Regions from separate parts of the Danio rerio genome. Here region 2 is linked to region 1. Evidence: chromatin contacts called from public Micro-C data. All regions are on one chromosome and are shown on one strand. The core of a region is the stretch at or near the end of the contact, and the rest is flanking DNA. Distances in the headings are between cores, read along the strand shown. Region 1 holds the start of gdpd1 (glycerophosphodiester phosphodiesterase domain containing 1). Region 2 holds the start of hip1 (huntingtin interacting protein 1).

Region 1 (5,512 bases), core at 450-2,949:
TTCCATTCTTGAAGAGCTGCTGCGAGTGCCTTCGACATGTAGTTGTTCAGTTTGTAGTGTTGTTCAGTTTAAATTATAAGATTCCTCTTAGTTAAAAGGCAGATCTGATAATAACAAACTGATGTAAGCAGAAATGTTAAATAATTTGCTGGATATTCAGAGATCTTCAGTTTAGAAGCATGTCAGTTGGTAGTCTTCGTCGTATCTCTTATTTCTTAGTGATTGCAATATGGGTTTGAACTTTGTAGTGAACTTTGACAGACCAGCTTGACTGACCTTTAACACACTTGGTTGTCTGCGCTTTATAGGAAGGGCTATGTATTTAGAACAACACTGCGAATTCAGCTATATAATAACGTGAAATTGTGTTTATTAAAGAAGTTCTAGTGAAGATCTGAAAGAATTATTTCTTTAGAATTTGCCATATTCTGTACAACATGAAAGCATTGGATTCATGCTGCCTTGTAACAATGGGTCAGGTTTCTAGTGGTGTGATGATGTGGGTAATATTTTCTTGGCACAACATTGGGTATTTTGGTACACACCAGAGCCTACCTGAGTTTTATATAATCCCTTTACTTCATTACCCATCCTGGACCATCAGGATAACACAGTGTCACAAAAGCGAATCCAAAACTAGTTTCTTGAACACGACAAGGAGTTTACTTTACAAAAATGGCCTCCACAGTCACCAAATGGCAACCCAAAAAGTGCACCTTGGAATGTGTTGTAATGGGAGCTTTTCATCAAGAATGTGCAACAGACAAATCTGCTGCAGCTACATAATATTCTGACCTCAATTTAGGGCAGAATCTCTGAGGAATGTTTCCAGCAGCAAAATGAATTTATGTTATACAAATCTGAGGCAGTTCTCAAGGCATAGAGGGGACCAACCCAGTAGTAGCACCCAATAAAGTGTCCAGTGAGTGTTCAGAGTCCAGTCATTCATGCTCTAAGGTCTCATGCATTAGTTGCATAATCCAATAATCCCTCATAAATTCCACTGGTGTAAAAGAACACTTGCGGAATACAAGAACAGCTGAAACAATGAGATCTTGACCTTTGGTCGACAGATAACATTCAGCTTACTTCATTCAGGTGTAATTTAAAGAGTTTTATTTCAACATCTTCATCTATACTGCCTTATCAGCTAGAAATTTCAATGAATACGACATAGGCTACATTGATTGTCCTAACTGCTAATTTTATAGTATTGACTTTGGTTGGAAAGTTAAGGTTACTAGGTTTTGCTATGGTTAATTTTAGGGCATTAGAGACAATGTGTTGTTTGTTATTAGGCCTTTTAATAAGTATAACAAATAGTATATATATTTGTTACCTGATAATCATTAGCGAATCTCAATCACCTTCAATAAGTGGGCATTTGTCATAAAACAAACAGTTGTTGTTTTTTTTTTATTTGTCCACGAGCGGCCCCTTGCGTTCACTCGTCATTGAATATACGCACCGCGCATGCGCATTCCTTCGACTGTATTATTATTGACCTGAGCAATATGTAAACTGCGCAGGGGGATGGCCTGTCAAGAAACATTGGACTGCAAGCCCATGGGGTGGGTTTTCAAAGAAATGCATGAAGGTGGAACTAAAGCAGGGTCTAATCTTACTGATACTATATGTTCTGTCTTGAAGATTCGCTCGGGTTTCTTCTGATCGCGGATACAGTGCGGCGGCGGCTGGCCAGCGGTGCTGGATGAAACCGGCCGGTGCGGTGACACTTACTTTTCAATGAATTTTTCATCAAACAAGTGATTTTACAGGACTTACTCGCTTGTCCGACTGAATAAAGTGAAAATGAGCGCCGTGGTTTACGTTTTATCCACGGTCACCGGATATGTGCTAACCTCGGCGTTTCTGCTGAAGTGTCCGTCTCTGCTTCACCGGCGAAAGAGAGAAGCCTTCCGGAGCAGACACATCTCTCACCGCGGCGGTGAGTGCACTGACAGCAGACCAGACCGGCCAGACAGTCGTCTGGGACTGTCTCTTCTTACTGTTCATACAGTAACTTTTATTTCGTTGTACTTTTAAGTGTTAGTAACTAAAATCTACTGAATTATGATGTACAAGTGCTGACTAGGTAGGAAGTAAAGGGTTTTGGTTTTGATATGTAGTCAATGAATGAGTGTCACAGCAGCAACAACAAAAAGACCTTTTGCCACAGATTTGTATTATATATATATATATATATATATATATATATATATATATATATATATATATATATATATATATATATATATATATAATGTTCACGTTGGGCCAGTGTTGGTCCATAGGGTTCATTATTGACTAGTACTAGATACTGGTCTTTGAATGGACACTGGAGTGGGTGGACTGTGAACCCTGGAAATACTTTACATACTATACACAGTCATGACTCTTGGTTGTGTGTGTGTGTGTGTGTGTGTGTGTGTGTGTGTGTGTGTGTGTGTGTGTGTGTGTGTGTGTGTTATTTAAATGTATTAATTGATTTGTTTTGCTTCAGGGGCTGGTGAGAACTTGGAGAACACAATGGCAGCCTTCAAGCAGTGAGTTGCTGTTTATTGCTCGGATTTGCATTGATGAGTGTGACTGCTTAATATGCCTAATATACTTTACAAAGTGCACTAAATCCCAATGTACACTTAAGTTTTCACATGTACGTGCAAGTCCACATTATATGAATTTTGCCATCAGAACAGTATGCACAAACTGACCATGTACTGCCTGAGCTCATTTGCACTTTGAATTGTTTTGCATTATTTACTGTACTGTAGTTTGGCCATATGTCAGTACTCAACCCGGGTAGGAAAAGAAATGGTGGAGTCAGATCAAGAACAACTACACATTGTTGAAGAGGGCAAAACAATAGATGGGTGGAATATAAAATGTCTGCAACTCTGTTTTAAACTATTACAAACGTATAAGCTTTGGAGCTTTAAAAGTGCAGACACTAGATGAGGATGAACTTTGAGCACATGCCTGCTTTCAAATAGTATATATTTAGGGAGGCCATGCATTTGAATGTGCATGAATGCTAAAGTACACAAAAAAATCAAGTTTACTTTCCTAACGTAATGCTATATGTTGGCACATAGCTCAGTCTCCTTTTTAATGTTTACTTCATTTGATAAAATGCACAAAAACATCTGCTGGACACATTTGTTGAGCCACAAATATGCCTTTGTAAATAGTGTTCGTCAAAGTGGCATCATCAGCTTATAAAAATACAAGAGAGATCTGAATGAAAATCTTTGTCTATAAAAGGTAAGTGCTTTCATTACTCTGCGTTTTGTTTTTGTTTTTTCCAGTGCTGTTAAACTAGGCACGGACATGTTGGAGCTGGACTGTCATTTGACCAAGGATGAGCAGGTGGTGGTATTGCATGACTCCAGCCTGAAGAGGTCGACTGGCATTAATGCATACGTTGCTGATGTGGCTTATGCTGTAAGTTCTTCTAATTATTTACTATATTCACACCGAAAGTCTAAATATTTATAATAGTGCCTGGCTGCAGACTTGCGCGCTCAGACATGCACTTAACAGATGAAGTGACGTCACTACAAGGGTCTTAGGCAGGGTTGGGTGTAGATGTTCTTGAGAGTGCATGTCTGAGCGTGGATGTGCACTCAATCTGCACTCAGACCCTTCTTCAATATTTGAGACTTTAAAGTTGGTACCATACTATTATGCTGTGATGTTAAATTATGTTTGTCTTCTTAGGATCTTCCTCCTTACCTCTGTAAGCTTGGGGTCAGTTTCAAACGAGGTGAGTGTTCAGTCCAGATAATGTGCAAATAAAAGTTTGATTAAGGGTAATATATAATGAATTGAAAATAAAAATCTGAATAAAATGTATTTATTATATGTAAATGTGAATTCTAAAACTGATTTCTGTCATTAATCAAATGGAATTTCATTTGGAACAGTGATAATGTGCGTCTTTTCCAAATAGAGGAACATTATTATCACATATTATAAAAACCGTGTGGATTTTATGCAGTTTGAGTGATTCTGTAGTTACTGCAAACGGGGATATGCTACCTAAAGACTTGCATGTCTGACTGTGGCATTATTCTTGATGTGTTTCAGACTGCTACTGTGAAGGAGGAGAAGACAAACGCATCCCCCTGCTGAGAGACGTGTTCGAAGCTTTCCCAAGCACCCCGGTAAACATCGACATCAAGGTCAACAATGACACCCTCATCAAGAAGGTGTGTGGGATTTGCTGTTCTACTCAAATTTCATTTCCTCCAATCCTCTTTCTATGCTGCTGTTTGTCACCACTTAAATTAATCAGGTTAGAGAGTTGAATTTGTCTGAAGCAGACTTTTACCTCTTTTTTTTTTGTCAGGTGTCTGAGCTGGTCATTCAGTATAAAAGGCAGGATCTGACCGTCTGGGGAAACTCCAGCAATGAAATTGTTAAGAAATGTCACAAAGAGGTGAGAAATGTATACTTTTTTTTTTTTTTAAAGGAAAATTTGTTTTAATCTGACTAAATGAAATGTACTAAAGATCTAAGCATCTGATGTTTTCTATTGTCTTGCAGAATCCACAAATCCCAATCTTGTTCAGTTTGCCTAGGGTGCTTCTGTTACTAGGTCTATTCTACACTGGCCTTCTGCCCTTCGTCCCAATAAAAGAACAATTCCTGGAGATTCCCATGCCTTCAATTGTTTCCAAGTGAGGACCATATTCATTTTAGTCATATATGTGTCAATGATGTTTAAAAAAAAAAGGTTTTCAAGCAACAGAAATAAGTGTGTCCCTTTTGTCCTGAAAAAAAAACAACAACAATGTCCATCATACATTTTATAATATTTTACAGAAAATATACCAATACAATGTAGGGTTGGGCGATGTTGACCAATTTTGGCATTCATTCATTCATTTTCTTTTCGGCTTAATCCCTTTATTAATCTGGGGTCGCCACAGCGGAATGAACCGCAAACTTATCCAGCATATGTTTTTACACAGCGGATGCCCTTCCAGCTGGAACCCATCTCTGGGAAACACCCATACACACTTATTCACACTCATAAACAAACAATTTAGGCTACCTGATTCACCTGTACCGCATGCCTTTGGACTGTGGGGGAAACCGGAGCACCCGGAGTAAACCCACGCGAACGCAGGGAGAACATGCAAACTCCACACGGAAACGCCAACTGACCCAGCCGAGGCTCGAACCACCGACCTTCTTGCTTTGAGGCGACAGCACTACCTACTGCGCCACTGCGTCAAATTTGGCACTGTACGATGTCTAATGTGAAACATCGCGATGGACGATGACAACGTATTATTTATTTATGAATAATGAATTAATTAATTACTAATTAATTATTTGTAGCCTACCGTTTCAACATCCTGACCCGCATGGTCTTTGTTTTGCCCTAAACCAAATCATAAATAAATAAATAAATAAAGATTAGTTACACTCAAACAACCACCTGTCAATCACTTTTTCCACGGGATTCTGGTTTGAATAGGCAGTGATCTGTGTCGTTATAATG
Region 2 (6,092 bases), core at 3,358-5,857, 140 kb after region 1:
TAAAATAAATCAGTTATTAGAAATAGGTTTTTAACTAATATGATTAGAAATGTGCTAAAACAATCTTCCCTCCATTAAACAGAAATTAGGGGGGAAAAAAACAGGGATGATATTAATTCAGGGGGGCTAATAATTCTGACTTCAACTGTATATATATATATATATATATATATATATATATATATATATATATATATATATATATATATACACATATATATATATATATATATATATATATATATATATATATATATATATATATATATATATATATATATATATATAAAGAAAGTTATTTATTTGTACAAAAAAATGTGGGTTTCAGAAATTCAGACCTGAATGCACAGCACATTAACAGCTCTTTGCCTATAAATGAACAATATCCAATATTAGCGCTGGGCAATAAGACAAAAATGAAATCTGGATTAATTACTTTCCATATTGAACATTAACGAGATACATTTCGATACAATTTGTTAATGCTTCCAGGTTTAAAAGAGTACTCCAACAATGACTGAAGCCACAAAAAATAGAGGGTCCATTAAATGGCATAACATAAACTTGACTGATAAATTGTTTGTGGCCAAGAATTCAATACATCTCTCATATCAACACAATTTTAGATTCCTATTGTTGCACGATTTTGCAGTGTGATTGGCTCTTACTCATTACTCAATATAAGTAAAAAAAAAAAGTCCAGAGCTTATTGTTATTGACATAAATGTTATCACGATTCGATATAATATCGTTTATCCGGCAGCCCTATCTAATAGCATGCATGGCCTATAGTGAGATCACCAAAAATGCAATGTTGCTTTGGAGGAAATCAATTCAAGTTAGCTAGAACAACAGATAAACAACCCTCTGGCTGTAGGTTAACAACATCCAATAGCATGCATGCGTAGAGTAAGTGACATCACAATGTCATTTCGGAGGAAATCAGACTCTGACTATTAACTTTACTTTGAAAAACATCAACCAGAGAACAAAAGTCAAACTGTAATTTCATCCGGACTTAATCTTGAACTTTGCCCGGTTTCAAACGTCCTGCAGGATGTTTACCACTACGCCTTATTTTCGACAAACGCTCTCTTAACTTGTTATTTCAACCACGTGGAATTCGAGGCTGGCCGGATGTTCCTCAGCGAGACTCTGACCACAACAAAGGTTTCCCTGCATAGATTTCCTCCATATAAAACCCAAGTCAAGTAGACGCTAGTCTTCTAACACCCAGCCACAAAGCAAACCATGCTCATGTCATTATAGAGCACCACACGAACATCCTCCCATTTAAAACAGCCTGAACTCACACCACAGAAGGCCCATTAATCTAAACATAGCCCTCCAGGGGCAGAAAAGCGACGGGATATTATGGGATCAGACTTCCTTCAGGCAAACTAACTGATAAGGACCGCTCACAATAGCATTTCCTTCTGCGACCTGATCAGTGTGTGCAGTCTGAATGGTGTTTTTGGTTCTTTCAGATGTTATGGGTAAAGCCTCTTTTGGCTAAATGACATGAAATCAATTCTAAAAACAGGAAATGTGCAACTAAACCCTCTCAGATATCTGAGTCTGACCCAGTGATGGGTCCTAAAGGAATTCAAGAGCGCATGCGCCACACGAGCCTCGCTAATCCATGTCACTGTCCTACTTGTAAACAACAGGACTGAATTGTGCAGATCGAGCCGAACATGACACTGCAGATTGCACGCATTTGCTCGCTGCAAAAAAAAACAAAAAAACGTCTGAAGAAATGTGGGCAAGAAGGAGGTCGTGCTGTTTTCAAACACTCCCAAACCCAGCAGTAGGGCAGTCGGCGGCAGCTTCATTCATCTGACCTACTTTTCCTGATGCCTGTGTCTGGATGGGAGAGGGGGGGGGGGGGTTGAGACCCCCGTAGAGGAGAGAAGAAGAGTGCGCAAACAATGAGAACGCATTTCTTTATACTTCACAACACACTTTCAGGTTCCAGCACCCAGAACCTGACTGCATAATTCAATGGCTGTGCATTACGGTCAACAAGATCTAAAAGACTGAAGATGCACGGAGATACATTATAGGCTGATGGCACGGACCAGAATGCATGACCATCAGGGCTCTGCCCACTGCATCTCTGAGTCACTAAAAGCTTTTAGGCTTGCTCGATTCATGGGCATCAGCTTGGAAACACAAGACGCTGTCACAGAGGATGTTCCTATATTAAGGAGTCAGTTGCACTCTTATAATGCATAGAAATTCCATAACGTAAGGCATTACGGAGCGAATATTAACCTATAATAAAGAGAGAGCAGCAGGAAGAACTTTGTTCTCGTTCTTAATCAATGACACTGATAAAATTGAAGGTGCGACGTGATCAAAAGTGCACTGAACTTTAGCTGAATTTAAAAGGTCATCAGTTATCATTATGACGCTTGTATATTGCAAATAAACATTCATTTTATGGTTTGGACAAACCACACGCTAACTAGTAAGCCCTATAATACACTATACAACAGCATGTCACATCAGACAGAATGATAATGAAGGCTAGATTGATTTTAATGATGGGTTAAATACAAAATATTGCAATTTCTGACCGTTTGATTTGTATCATCATGCACTTTGTTTTAGCTCACAGCCATGTCTTATTGCTGTCAGATATGGCAAGCTGTTTAACATGTATTTCTTTAATACGTCCTTTTATATTACAATACTTGCTTTTGATTAATAGTAATTCAACAGTGAAAATTTAGAGGCTTTTCTATTTCCAGTAGTATTTATTTGAAAGCAATTCATGCATGTGTTTGCAAAGCTTCATGATTAGACAACAATGCTGTCAAAAGGATCCCTGTTCACACTGAACTGTGAAACATACTCCAGGCCAGTAGGTGGTGATGTCACTTTCTAAAGACACCCATGCACCTGCACTTTTATGGCCCTGTTTTCAGACATTGTTGTTTTTATAGGGTATATGCACAGCTAGTGTTTCTTCCCACATCGATAAACTTTCGGTGAGCAGTTATTGTGTCTTTTTTAAAATTTTTATACGGTTCCTTTTACAGCATTAATGTTGTAATGCAATTAAAATCTAATCAGTTAAATATACTACTGTCAAGTTTAGCTTCATTGAAAAAGTAATAATGTGGAATGTATTTTCATATTTTAAAGACATTACAGGGGAAAACATCATTTAATGCAGTGCGTCTTGTAAATTTGGACACCCACTTTATATTGTATATCAATCAGGCAGTGAAAATCGTTGATTTTTAAAGAAAATAGACCTTAAATATGCTGATTTTATATCTGCATACAGTTCACCGGAAGTGGTTCATCCAGGTTACTGAAAACTCTATTGTCAATTAATCACACATGATTTTAGAGTGAACAATGTGCATATGTGTGTTATCACCATTTTTCCACAAATCATGTTTTTGTAGTTGATGACGTTCTTTTTAATACATTTTTTTATTCTCAGGCCCACAAATCACAGCTGTCGTGTTAATGAACCAAAAAAAACTTAAGGTTATCAATTTTCAGCTGAAAATGGCGTAGTGTAAAAGGTTCTTTAACTTAATAACTATTTTCACTGAGAAATTGCACAAGCAACTACAAAGTAACTGCAAATGCATTGAATGAAATGAAACACTTCTCATGTTTCTTAAATTATTTTTGTTTTTACTGTTTTGACAGTGTGTTCAATCCAGTTAGCATTGACTACACTACCTGTATAGTTAATAGTTATATATATATATATATATATATATATATATATATATATATATATATATATATATATAATAATAATAAATAGCACATGTAAAATAAACAAATAAAAACATTTTAATTAATAATTAATTCTCTTTCGACTAGCAGTTTCTGGAAGACAATTCATTACTTAGCATTACTTGAACTGCTAGCAATAAAATAACATTACAATAGCTTTATTTTAGTTTATTAGTAAAAACAAAAAGAACAAAAAAAAAACACTAACAATAATAATATTTTAATTGAAGAATAAAGCTCTGACCAGTTCAAACCAAGACGGTAACGGATGCAGAGAAGGAACACATGGTAGTATCTAAAAGCTGTCAGAATGGATGCTTTACTACTTGCTAAAGCTAAAACTGATAGTGGTTATTTTAAATGAATATATGTTAATTTGGCTTGCCATATAAACAGCTCGCTGGCGATGCACTGACTACATGAAAAAACTTGTCCGGTTGTGTTTACTGTTCCTCACCTGATTGCGCTCGAAGTTTTCCTTTTCAACTTCCAAACTGTTGGCACCGCCAGCGCGACGGCTGAGCACTTTGGGGATCGGGTTTGGGACTTGCTGCATTGAACTCTTGACGCGGTCCATTTCTGGAAAGAAAAGTCCAAGCTGCGCGAGCGACCAAGACTTCCTAAATCAACATAAATAGTGTGTTGACTCTAGCGTTGAGCACGAAAACCTCAAGTCCTCGTCGTTATCACAAAAGGTCATTTTCCTCGTCCACCGCCCATAGATATCATTCCAGCGCTATTCCGCTGTCCGCTCGCGAGCGCGCAAAACACGCGTCTGTGCGCGCAATCACAGATCTGCAAGAGAAAACAGCGCGTCAGTGCGCGCGAGCGACGGTATACACATCCACTCCAGCAGACTATAGCGGCGGCGGCTGTCACAGGCTCCGCCCAGCGCTGACACACACCGACTGGAGAAAAATCATCAGCTCCCGCCCTGAAAAACAGTTATCTTGACGCTTAAACAAAGTCTGTATTTTCCGGGTTCTATGTTTTTCCCCGTGATTTTCTACAACGAAAAATAAAAGAATAAACAGTTAGATATAGGGTTTTTTGTACAACATTTTTGTTCATAGTGAAACAACCAAACATAGGCCTATATACAAATAATTACAGTAACTGTATAGATAACATATAAAAAGCATCTACAATAACAATTTAATTCGCATTTACAGTTTCTATTTCCACAATGTTACGTAGTTCCATAATTGATCAATTAGTAGATGTGTTTTCCACACATATTTGCCAGTTTGATTTTTAATAGGCCTGCTTTCATTATCAATTTTTCTATTGAAACAGCAAAAAACAAAAACCACATACACATACACATTGCAACAATATGTAGGCCTAAGTGTAATAATATGTAATATAAAATAATATTAATTAAGATTTTTTACAAAATTGTTGAGTCTGAGATCATATTGAAACAACACCAACTTTAAAAAATGTAAATACATGACGAATATGCAAATAATAATATGTGTGTGTGTATAAATAGGCTGAAGAATTTGCCCTCTCCTGTGGTTTGAAATGTAATGGGCAGCACAAATGTCTTGATAACTCAGGCTGCTGATGTTGCCATCCACTCTGCAGATCTCTCGTATGCGGCTATGTAACCTCAAACCATGATCTTTCCTTCACCAAACTTGACTGATTTCTTTGAGAATCTTGGATAGATGTGGGCTTAAACAGGTCTTATGCAGTATTTGTGATGATTGTGATGCAGTTGATGCAGATGATTCATCATAAAAATACGATTAATCTATATATATATATATATATATATATATATATATATATATATATATATATATATATATATATATATATATATATGTACATATATATACAATTAATCTATATATATTATTTTCTTATATATGTACAATATATATATATATATATATATATATATATATATATATATATATATATATATATATATATATATATATATATATATAGAAATATACACACACACAAATAAATTGTATATTTTTGAGCATTAACATTCGTAAAATTAATAAATCGTAACATTATTGAGCATGTCTGGGGTAAGTAAGATGAAGGAGAAGGCATTGAGGATGAATCCAAAGAATCTTGATGAACTCTGGGAGTCCTGCAAGAACGCTTTCTTTGCCATTCCAGATGACTTTATTAATAAGTTATTCGATTCATTGCAGAGATGTATGGGTGTAGTCCTCCAAGCTCATGGGAGTCATACACTATATTAATTATTTTTTCAAGGCACCATGACTTTATATTCTGTACTGTACATTATTTCTGTTGAGTTACAAGATTATAATGCGGAGCACCCATGCAAACGC

Evidence for each region. A called contact is a pair of places that touch in the nucleus more often than the background predicts.
Region 2: a contact with region 1 is called in a Micro-C map of caudal fin, with 5 times the contacts expected there. The contact joins the promoter of hip1 here to the promoter of gdpd1 in region 1. A contact is called at or near these places in 3 of 18 Hi-C or Micro-C datasets (caudal fin, embryo and an unstated tissue) and 1 of 4 datasets of contacts at active chromatin or transcription factors (embryo).

The regions. Positions count from the first base shown.
Region 1 is chr15:19,315,498-19,321,009 of GRCz12tu, forward strand. It overlaps gdpd1 (glycerophosphodiester phosphodiesterase domain containing 1), which reads left to right and starts at 1,700. Exons shown (of 10, transcript NM_001004118.1): 1 at 1,700-1,948; 2 at 2,504-2,546; 3 at 3,309-3,444; 4 at 3,721-3,766; 5 at 4,090-4,211; 6 at 4,352-4,441; 7 at 4,549-4,682. The coding sequence starts at 1,813. It overlaps tmem120ab (transmembrane protein 120Ab), which reads right to left and starts at 231. Exons shown (of 12, transcript NM_001005946.2): 1 at 1-231. The coding sequence starts at 38.
Region 2 is chr15:19,451,215-19,457,306 of GRCz12tu, forward strand. It overlaps hip1 (huntingtin interacting protein 1), which reads right to left and starts at 4,608. Exons shown (of 30, transcript NM_001166205.2): 1 at 4,226-4,608. The coding sequence starts at 4,345. It also overlaps a transcript of plin2 not described here.